Regions from separate parts of the Mus musculus genome. Here all the other regions are linked to region 2. The links are chromatin contacts, called in public ChIA-PET and Hi-C maps. All regions are on one chromosome and are shown on one strand. The core of a region is the stretch at or near the end of the contact, and the rest is flanking DNA. Distances in the headings are between cores, read along the strand shown.

The links. A called contact is a pair of places that touch in the nucleus more often than the background predicts. ChIA-PET counts read pairs in DNA pulled down with a chosen protein or histone mark.
Region 1: a contact with region 2 is called in a Hi-C map of liver, with 1.9 times the contacts expected there. The contact joins two enhancer-like sites. A contact is called at or near these places in 1 of 15 datasets of contacts at CTCF or cohesin (large pre-B cells), 3 of 484 Hi-C or Micro-C datasets (CD8 T cells, embryonic stem cells and liver) and 3 of 115 datasets of contacts at active chromatin or transcription factors (embryonic stem cells and large pre-B cells).
Region 3: an H3K27ac ChIA-PET map of liver shows a contact between it and region 2, with 5 times the contacts expected there. The contact joins two enhancer-like sites. A contact is called at or near these places in 5 of 39 promoter capture datasets (3T3-L1-derived adipocytes, embryonic stem cells, liver and 2 more), 2 of 15 datasets of contacts at CTCF or cohesin (CD8 T cells and the NIH/3T3 cell line), 17 of 484 Hi-C or Micro-C datasets (CD4 T cells, the G1E-ER4 cell line, bone marrow-derived dendritic cells and 11 more) and 7 of 115 datasets of contacts at active chromatin or transcription factors (CD8 T cells, bone marrow-derived dendritic cells, embryonic stem cells and 3 more).

What each region holds. Positions count from the first base shown.
Region 1 is chr17:64,683,993-64,686,692 of GRCm38.p6, reverse strand. All of the region lies in intron 12 of Man2a1 (mannosidase 2, alpha 1), which reads right to left. Among named protein-coding and RNA genes, the nearest start is that of Dreh, 82 kb to the left of the region's middle. Within about 2 kb of position 1,367, at least 39 of the 459 cell types and tissues checked have an H3K27ac peak or open chromatin away from gene starts, as enhancers often do. A contact at or near this core is called in liver, where this site is marked.
Region 2 is chr17:64,872,625-64,875,324 of GRCm38.p6, reverse strand. No RefSeq gene overlaps it. Among named protein-coding and RNA genes, the nearest start is that of 4930583I09Rik, 38 kb to the right of the region's middle. Within about 2 kb of position 1,329, at least 31 of the 459 cell types and tissues checked have an H3K27ac peak or open chromatin away from gene starts, as enhancers often do. A contact at or near this core is called in liver, where this site is marked.
Region 3 is chr17:64,742,431-64,745,130 of GRCm38.p6, reverse strand. The region is part of intron 20 of Man2a1 (mannosidase 2, alpha 1); the gene reads right to left. Among named protein-coding and RNA genes, the nearest start is that of Dreh, 23 kb to the left of the region's middle. Within about 2 kb of position 1,335, at least 27 of the 459 cell types and tissues checked have an H3K27ac peak or open chromatin away from gene starts, as enhancers often do. A contact at or near this core is called in liver, where this site is marked.

The DNA of each region.
Region 1 (2,700 bases), core at 118-2,617, 190 kb after region 2:
GGAAGAAGAGAATGAGGAAGGAAATCAAGGAGAGACAACTAAAATTAAGAGCCATATGAAGAGTAGTATGGAAACCTAACACAATAGAAGCTTCCTCAAATATATACACGAAATATAGCTATGAAGGCAATCTAGACGAAATCACAAAATAATGAGGAAAACAAAGCCATAACTGGCCATCTCTTGTCACTCAATGAGGCTTCTACAACAGCATTAGGTTACATCTAATTGACTGATTGTCCTAAAGGGTCCCATGGGAAATCTCCAAACAACCAGGCTGTTGCCAACATTACAGGTTGTTCTCCACACACTTGATAACAAGGCCCCTTGCCAAAAACAATGCCTATACAACTTACTGAACATGGAGAGAAACAAACTACTCTATGGGAAGGCTGCAATCCCATCTGAAATGGCCAACAGAAGATTAACTCAATGGCACCATCTTTGCAGGTTCCGTGTCTCAAAGTGTCATGTCAGGGCTCTTCCTTTCTTATTTATTTATTTATTTATTTATTTATTTATTTTTAATTTTATCTGGTTGTTTTTAATTTTTATTTTATATATTTTTCTTTTATTTTTACCCTATAAGTCCCTGTTGTATATTTTATCACTTCTAGTTCAGGGTTTCAATGGGATTCCTGAGTGTGCAAATGACTGGGTCTCCCTTGAGCATTATCAGATGGCTTCCTCTGGCAGCTGATGGGAACCATGACTGCATTACCATCAACATCAGATGAGTGTTTTCTCTAACTCCACATCCTCCCCTACACATGAACAAAGTATAGAGAGTGAAAGGCTTTGAAGTTCTCAGTCCTGAATGGGATATCTTCATCAACCCTCTTTCCTCAGGGATCTATGTGGCAAGAGGAGGCATAATGTCTCTAACAGACAGAGAGGCTGGAAGGCATCAAGGAAAGAGGCCTTCCACCCACAACACATGAGCTCACAAAGTCTGGCAGAGTGCACATGCCCTGTAACAGGTTCAAGCCAAATAGCTTCTGGCATGGAGAGTGGAGATGTTGACACAACCTCCACCCCTAAGCAAGGAGCTATCTGCAACTGATGCTACTTCCAAAGGAAAAATCAGTCTTCTCCAGTGGAGTCTCGGTGTGTACATTACTGCACCTCAGGGCCGGCCCATGCCCAGGACAAGTTGGCCAACACAACATAAGCTCAATGGTATTTTGTAAAACTACTTGCTTTGTCTGGGTAGACTTAAGACTCCTTCAGGCACTCCCTCTTAGAACTAGACACTCTGGAGAGGACATGTGTAAATGACTGCTGGCAAACGACTGACCCCACATAAACCCTCACCCACAGACAGCTGCCATTTCCAGCCAGGCGAGCAAGTCTGCCAAGACATTCGGGCCTGCCAGGCTTGGTCTCAATCTCTGCCCTAAGTGGAAACTGGCCAGCAGTTCTCCAGAACCCTGAGGTATAATAAGTTGTATTCAACGTGACACAATTGAGATGACTTTTGTTTTCTCGTTGTTTTTAAGGAAACAGATTGCTAAATCATGACTATTTGTCTTACTTCCTACAATAGGCAATACATTTCCTGGAGAATGTTATGAGGAATGTTTTGAGAGCACTGTTTTTAAGTAGATGCCACCAGTACTTGCAGTTAATAAATTATGTCTATAAAAGGCTGAAGACAAAAGACTACAGTCACTCAAAACAGAAAAAAAAAAAAAAAAAAGGCAGCTAAGGACCAGAGAGCCAGATGTCAGGAAGAAGGGGTAAAGTTAGAAGACTACATTCACAAAGTACTGGAAATGAACAAAAGTGAGGTCAAAATGAATTCTGGGGCCAGTACACAGAATAAAGGAAAGCACTTGTTTAGAAAACCAGAGGATGCTACTTGAGACTGCGGGAGGTGCCCAGGAGTGGTTGTCCAACCAACAGAGGGCACGGACAATATGCATGGTGCGGGTGTGCGCTTTCGATCTCTCTCTCTTTCTCCACCCTCCCTCTCTCAAGTAAAAAAGTGAAAAGGGAAGGAATGGGAGAAAAGAAAAATATGGGATAAGAGGATTATTTGCCAATCAATGTCTTACTAAAAAGTAAAACCACTTTCAGGTAAATCTGTAATGGTAGTTTAAATAAATTTATCTCAAGCTAAAACCATCTGCCATGGTTTGAATGTTCTTATATTAAGTAAGTAAACAGTGTGGAATGCTGAGAACCTGAAGATCTGTTTGGGCAATCAGGGCTTTGCCATCATGAGCGGACTGCCTAGTATCAGAGGTTCACTATTGGAAAGCAGTTTCTGGTAAAATGTTGCATTTGCCACCTCAATCACTTGCTAATCTACCATGGGATGACTGACTCAGCAGTTTGGGATGACTGACTCAGCAGTATGGGATGAATGACTCAGCAGTATGGGATGACTGACTCGGCAGTATGGGATGACTGACTCAGCAGTATGGGATGAATGACTCGGCAGTATGGGATGACTGACTCAACATGACAGGATGATTCAGCACAAGTCCATCCTAAGACGCAGCAAATCTGCCTTGGACTTTCAAACCTCCAGAGCATGAACCATTTAGATTTATGGTCATTAAAATTCAGTTTTCTGTTGCAACATCACAAATGAAGTAAAACGAAGCATTTACGTGAAATTTTTCCATTCTTGGGTTTATGAAGTTATTATTACATGACTTTGATTCTTAGTGCTGTTTCAGAAAATCCACCTTA
Region 2 (2,700 bases), core at 80-2,579:
GCAAGGATGGTAAGCAGCTGCCCAAGGACAGACACAGGTGGACAGAGACCACAGGTGGACAGACACCGATCACAGGTGGACAGACACCAATCACAGGTGGACAGACATCACAGGTGGATAGACACAGGTGGACAGAGACCACAGGTGGATAGACACCAATCACAGGTGGACAGACACCAATCACAGGTGGATAGACATCACAGGTGGATAGACACCACAGGTGGCAGACAACACAGGTGGATAGACACCACAGGTGACAGACAACACAGGTGGACAGACATCACAGCTGGACAGACATCACAGGTGGATAGACACCACAGATAGACAGACACCACAGGTGGACAGACACCACAGGTGGATAGACACCACAGATAGACAGACATCACAGGTGGAGAGACACAGATGGACAGACACCACAGATAGACAGACACCACAGGTGGATAGACACCACAGACAGACATCACAGGTGGACAGACACCACAGATAGACAGACATCACAGGTGGACAGACACCATGGGTTAGGGTTCAACACTCAGTGCTTATGGCTGAGGTCAAGGCACAGAACTTCTTAAGACTTGATCAACATATATGCTGAACCTCATGAAGGTTTCAAACCAAGATAATAAGGTCAGACACAAGATGCTCAGCCTAAGCATCACTTTGATGTTGATCTAAACGCTAAAACTATTCTATCTGGATATTCCAGAGGTTGAAGCTGAGGGGTGGGTAAGAGCCTGTCTTTGTGTTTCCAGTGTAGACCAGAGCTGTACTGTGAGTAGAACCTTTTCTTGCCTTCTTTTTCTATTAGGCTCACACTAGTGGTCTAGGAAGCAGGGCCATCAATCAAGAGGCTGCTGAGTTGGTGGGCAAGGAAAAGCATTCACTCTTGGAAACACGGGAAACTAGGGTGGGCTTCGGGTGCAGAAAGATATTGTTAGTAAACGGTGTGAAAACAAACACAGGGCTAGGGAGTTGTTTAGTATCAAGTCTTCAAATCCCTCCCATAAACTATGGTAAATAATTTTGGGTTTATCCGGACTGTCTCCAAATTGAGGCAGGATTTGGGAAGAGTACCGATGATGTCTTGGTCGTTTCCAGAGGAAAGACCGTTTCACTTGCTTCTTACTATGTCTCAAGACATATTTCATGTATGTTTTATTTAGAATTTTATAATGCTAGAAACATGATAACAAAGGGATCTCTTAAGGAGAACCCTAACTCTCTTCAGAGAGTTAAGAACGGATTTGCACGATCTCATTTAAGGTCTATAATCTGCAGCGTGAAGCCATGACAGTAGCTGCAATTCCCCATACCACCACTAGCAGGCACTGAAGTGTTGAAATGCTGAAGTAGGGCTGGAGAACTAAAGATCTCTTTGTTTTAGCTCCTTTCACGCTTCAGGAGCCAATGCAGAAATGAAGAGGGACCTAATCCTGTCAACCAGAACAACTCACCCTTCAGGGCAGACATTAAGACAGGTGCAAAGTGGGGTGTTTTAACTCCTAACCCCAAGGGCTACAGTCAGCTCCTGAGCAGTCAGTTGGAAAGCGCAGCTTTCACTGGCTTTATTTGTTATGCTTATATTCTTTGTTCTTCTAGTTTCCCTTCCCGCAGGGAACAGGACTCCAAGCACAGAAGGATTCTCCTTCCTGTTCTCTGAGGAATTTCTTGCAAGAGGGGACAAAACACTTCATTCTATCCACAGTGCTTGGAGAGACAAAAGCCCCTGAGGGAGCTAAGGTTTCTAGCTAAAAGCCTCCCAGAGCTGTTCTACCAGTCTTCGCCTTTCCTCAACGATGTCCCTGAAGGTCCACTGTAATGTGCACACTCAAAGGATTCCTCTTCGTACACAGGAAGGGATGTAAATGGGAAAGGGCAGACTCAAGGACACAAGGACATCTTGAGCAAAGAGAAGGACAGAGTCAGAAATTGAGAGCTTCCTCGTGCTTCCCATCAATTGCTCTCCAAGTAGACCACTGATAGGGTTAACTCTAAGAATATCCCCCCAAAGGACAAGAAATGCCCAGAAGGGAGGTTTTTTTTTTCACCTACCTGGCAAGGTTCATGCCAAGACTATTATGATCACTGAAGGGGAACAAAGGCATAAAATAATGCTTTGCCAGGAAATCAAAGCAAGAGAAAAAGCCCTGCATAGCTATAATGAGGTATCAGGCCTCACTGTATTTCAAATTGAGGTTTCCAAAGTAGTTTTGTTCTCTTTTTAAAAGGGCTTAATTATACTGATGCTCTCAAAGAAGCACGTGACAATGGGTTTATTAGCATGTTTTCCAGAGAGCTGAGCTGGTATGAGTTAGAAACTAAACCAGTTTTATTCATATATTATATTATATCATATTCATATATGTGAATATATATTCATATATTATATCATATTCATATATATATGTGTGTGTATGTGTATATAAAATTTGGAGTTCTATTTTCAAACTCTGAAAGTGGGAGTATTCATATTTATAGATCCCCATGTCCACATAGAAATATGGAAATATGTAGCAAAGCTACCAATGTCTGCCTTTGGCTGCATTTCCAAGGAAGAATCATTCATGCACTGTACGAAGTACCTATAGCTGTTTTTTGATTCATAGAGAAGAAACTTAGAAAAATACAGAAATTTAAAACGGTATCAAGGCATGTATTTGTTGAGTTTTTTTCCTTAGATTTATGAAATGGTGCTTTTTC
Region 3 (2,700 bases), core at 86-2,585, 130 kb after region 2:
TGCTTAGTATACTCTGGCAGTGTTCATGTTACCCAGGTTGAAACCTTTAAAGAAGCTTCACCTGAAGTGTCTGATGGCAAAGGGAGGGCAGAATGATCACTAGAAGGAGGCTCACAGAAGCGAGGGTGATGAGGCACGTTAGGTGAGAAGGTTAGCAGTTACATTTGCAGGCAGCAGCTGGAATGACCTAGCTCACACCACGTTCTGTGACAGGGCTCCTGAGGTGCCTGTCATCTCATTACACATACACACATACACAGTATGGAATTACTTTTCAAATACAGAAAGTGCAAGTGTAAATATGCCTATATGAAAGCATAAGGTCATCTACTGGTAACAGGATGATGCCCACAAGCTTGGAACTTTCACAAACAGAAACAGTAATTCTGAAAAAGATCAAACAACACCTTCTGCGTCCACAAACAGGGCTCAGAAACAGGCCTTATAGGGGATTTTATCTTAATTTAGTCTCTAGCCCTTATTTTAAATGGAGGTAACTTATTCATTTCTAATCTCAAATGGGAAGGGTTTTCTAAATTTTTATTTTAAGCTATTTTAAGTAAATTACTTTAAGCAGTTATTTAAATTGTTATTACACGTCTAGGCTCTGCTATCTATAGACAAACAGGCCCAGAATCATCAAGTTGGGTACATTTGTTACAATCTTTGTTTCTGAAGGTCATGGGCATGAGCTCAGTTCAGAGAATCTGGAGACTGGGACTCAATTGAACCATAGAACCATCTTCCAGCCCAACCTTGACTCACACTCACTGCACGCCCAGCTCTCCCTTGACCTCTCTCACTGCTCTCTGAACCCATAATTCTTTTATCCACTGTCAGCAAGAACCAGGCTGAAATTTAGAACTGAGTGGCCATGGATGGGGTCTGGGCAGAAAAGGTGCCCCATAACGCCACTACCTGCAGCTAGCAGGCAGGAAGGATCAAGTGCCTCTGTCAGACGTACTGGGAAAATGTTAAGTGACACACTGGCAGTGCGAACTTGGGTATCTCTCAGACACGGATATCTACATCAACAGGGCTCTGTGAGGAAGGAGTTACAAGAATCCAGACGATTCACACTGTCATATACTGAATGCTGCCAGCACGTGGAGCCAGGAAGCCAACTCAGAATCCTGAAATGGAGGCTATGATTCACCGGTCAATCCCTCTCTAGCTCTGCAGTCAATTCTTTGGCATCTTGTGGAGTTACAATGGCTACATTTTTAGGCAGCTTCACCAAACAATGATCTTTCCTTTCGTAAAGGTTAAGGGACAAAGAGCAACTTTTTATAGGTGTCAATGGACCAGTCAATCTCCTGTGCTCTCAACTCTGAACACATGCTCAGAGTCCAAAGCTAACACAGGACCTGGCCAACAGATCCGATCACACAGAAACAGCCTCGTGCCTTCGGTTCTGGTTCCATGCCAGAGACATTTCGGTACCTGTTCTCTGGATGTATGCTTTCTCTCTATTCCCTCTGCCCCAAATCTGTCCTTCTCCTCACAGTCGCATATTGTAAGCATCATTAGGATCAACTGCTGCTTTACTGGGTGTCCCTGTCTTTCAGAGCCTTTCCAAACATCATTTTGCTTTTCATAACATCCTTGGGGCAGGTATGTCTGACACAGACTAAGCTAAGTCAGCAGTCTCAAGGTCCACGAGAAGGCAGGTGGCTGCAGCCAGTAGAGTGTCTGTAGCCTGGATAGAGCCCAAATGCACAAGGGCATCAACTAGTCTGGTAGGGAATGGGACTTTCACATGGGTGGTGCCAACTGGCCTTAACTGTCAACTTCATACAGCCCAGTGTCATCTACAGGGAAACCCCAGAGTGAGGAGCTGTTGTTAACAGTTGGTTTATGGCTAGGTCTGAGAGGAATTCTTTTGTCTGACTGATATAGATGGATGCAGTCCACTGTAGCAGTGCCATTCCCCGGTAGGTGGTCTAGGGCTATAAAAGAACAGTAGCTCAGACTGCAAGTTGGCCAACAAGAGTCCTCCATGGCTTCTGCTCTAGGTTCTTGAGTTCCCGACGACTTCCCTCAGGGAGAGACTGATACCTGAGAGTGTTAAACTGAAATAAAACTTTTCCTCCCAGAAGTTCCTTTGTGTTTTATCACAGCAACAGAGACAGAGGCAAACTAGAACAGGAAGTAATTAGACTCCTATAACTGGAAGACGGCCAACAAAAAGGCCATAAAGTTGCCATTAAAAAGCAATGATGTGAAAAACAGGCCAGTCTTGGACTACAGAGGTATCTCTACTCTCCACTGAGTGACTTGGGCAACTACTGAGACTCCATGAAAAGCACGCCTTTAACACAATCCCAGGAGATGAGTCATCTATAAATGAGGCTGAGGGACACTGGGCAGAATCCCCCCAACTGTCAGAAGCCCTTGGCATTCTCAGGCTGCTAATGAGCCCTGCATCTATGTCAAGATGTAGGAACCTGTGCTGCGGAACCTTTCCTGCCCTTGTGTTCCCTTTCAGCTTATGAATTTGTGACACGTGACCTCAAAGACGCTACCTGGCCCTCATCTGTTCTTTCCATGGGCCACTCTGGTCTTCATGGGCCAAAAGAGAAGGCAGAAAAGAACATGATAAAACACTAGAGGAAACAATCTCATGATTCACTTATTCAAAGAAGGCCCCGTTCCATGTGTGGGCTCTGTTCAAGGCAGGAGCTGTAGCAATGGACAGAA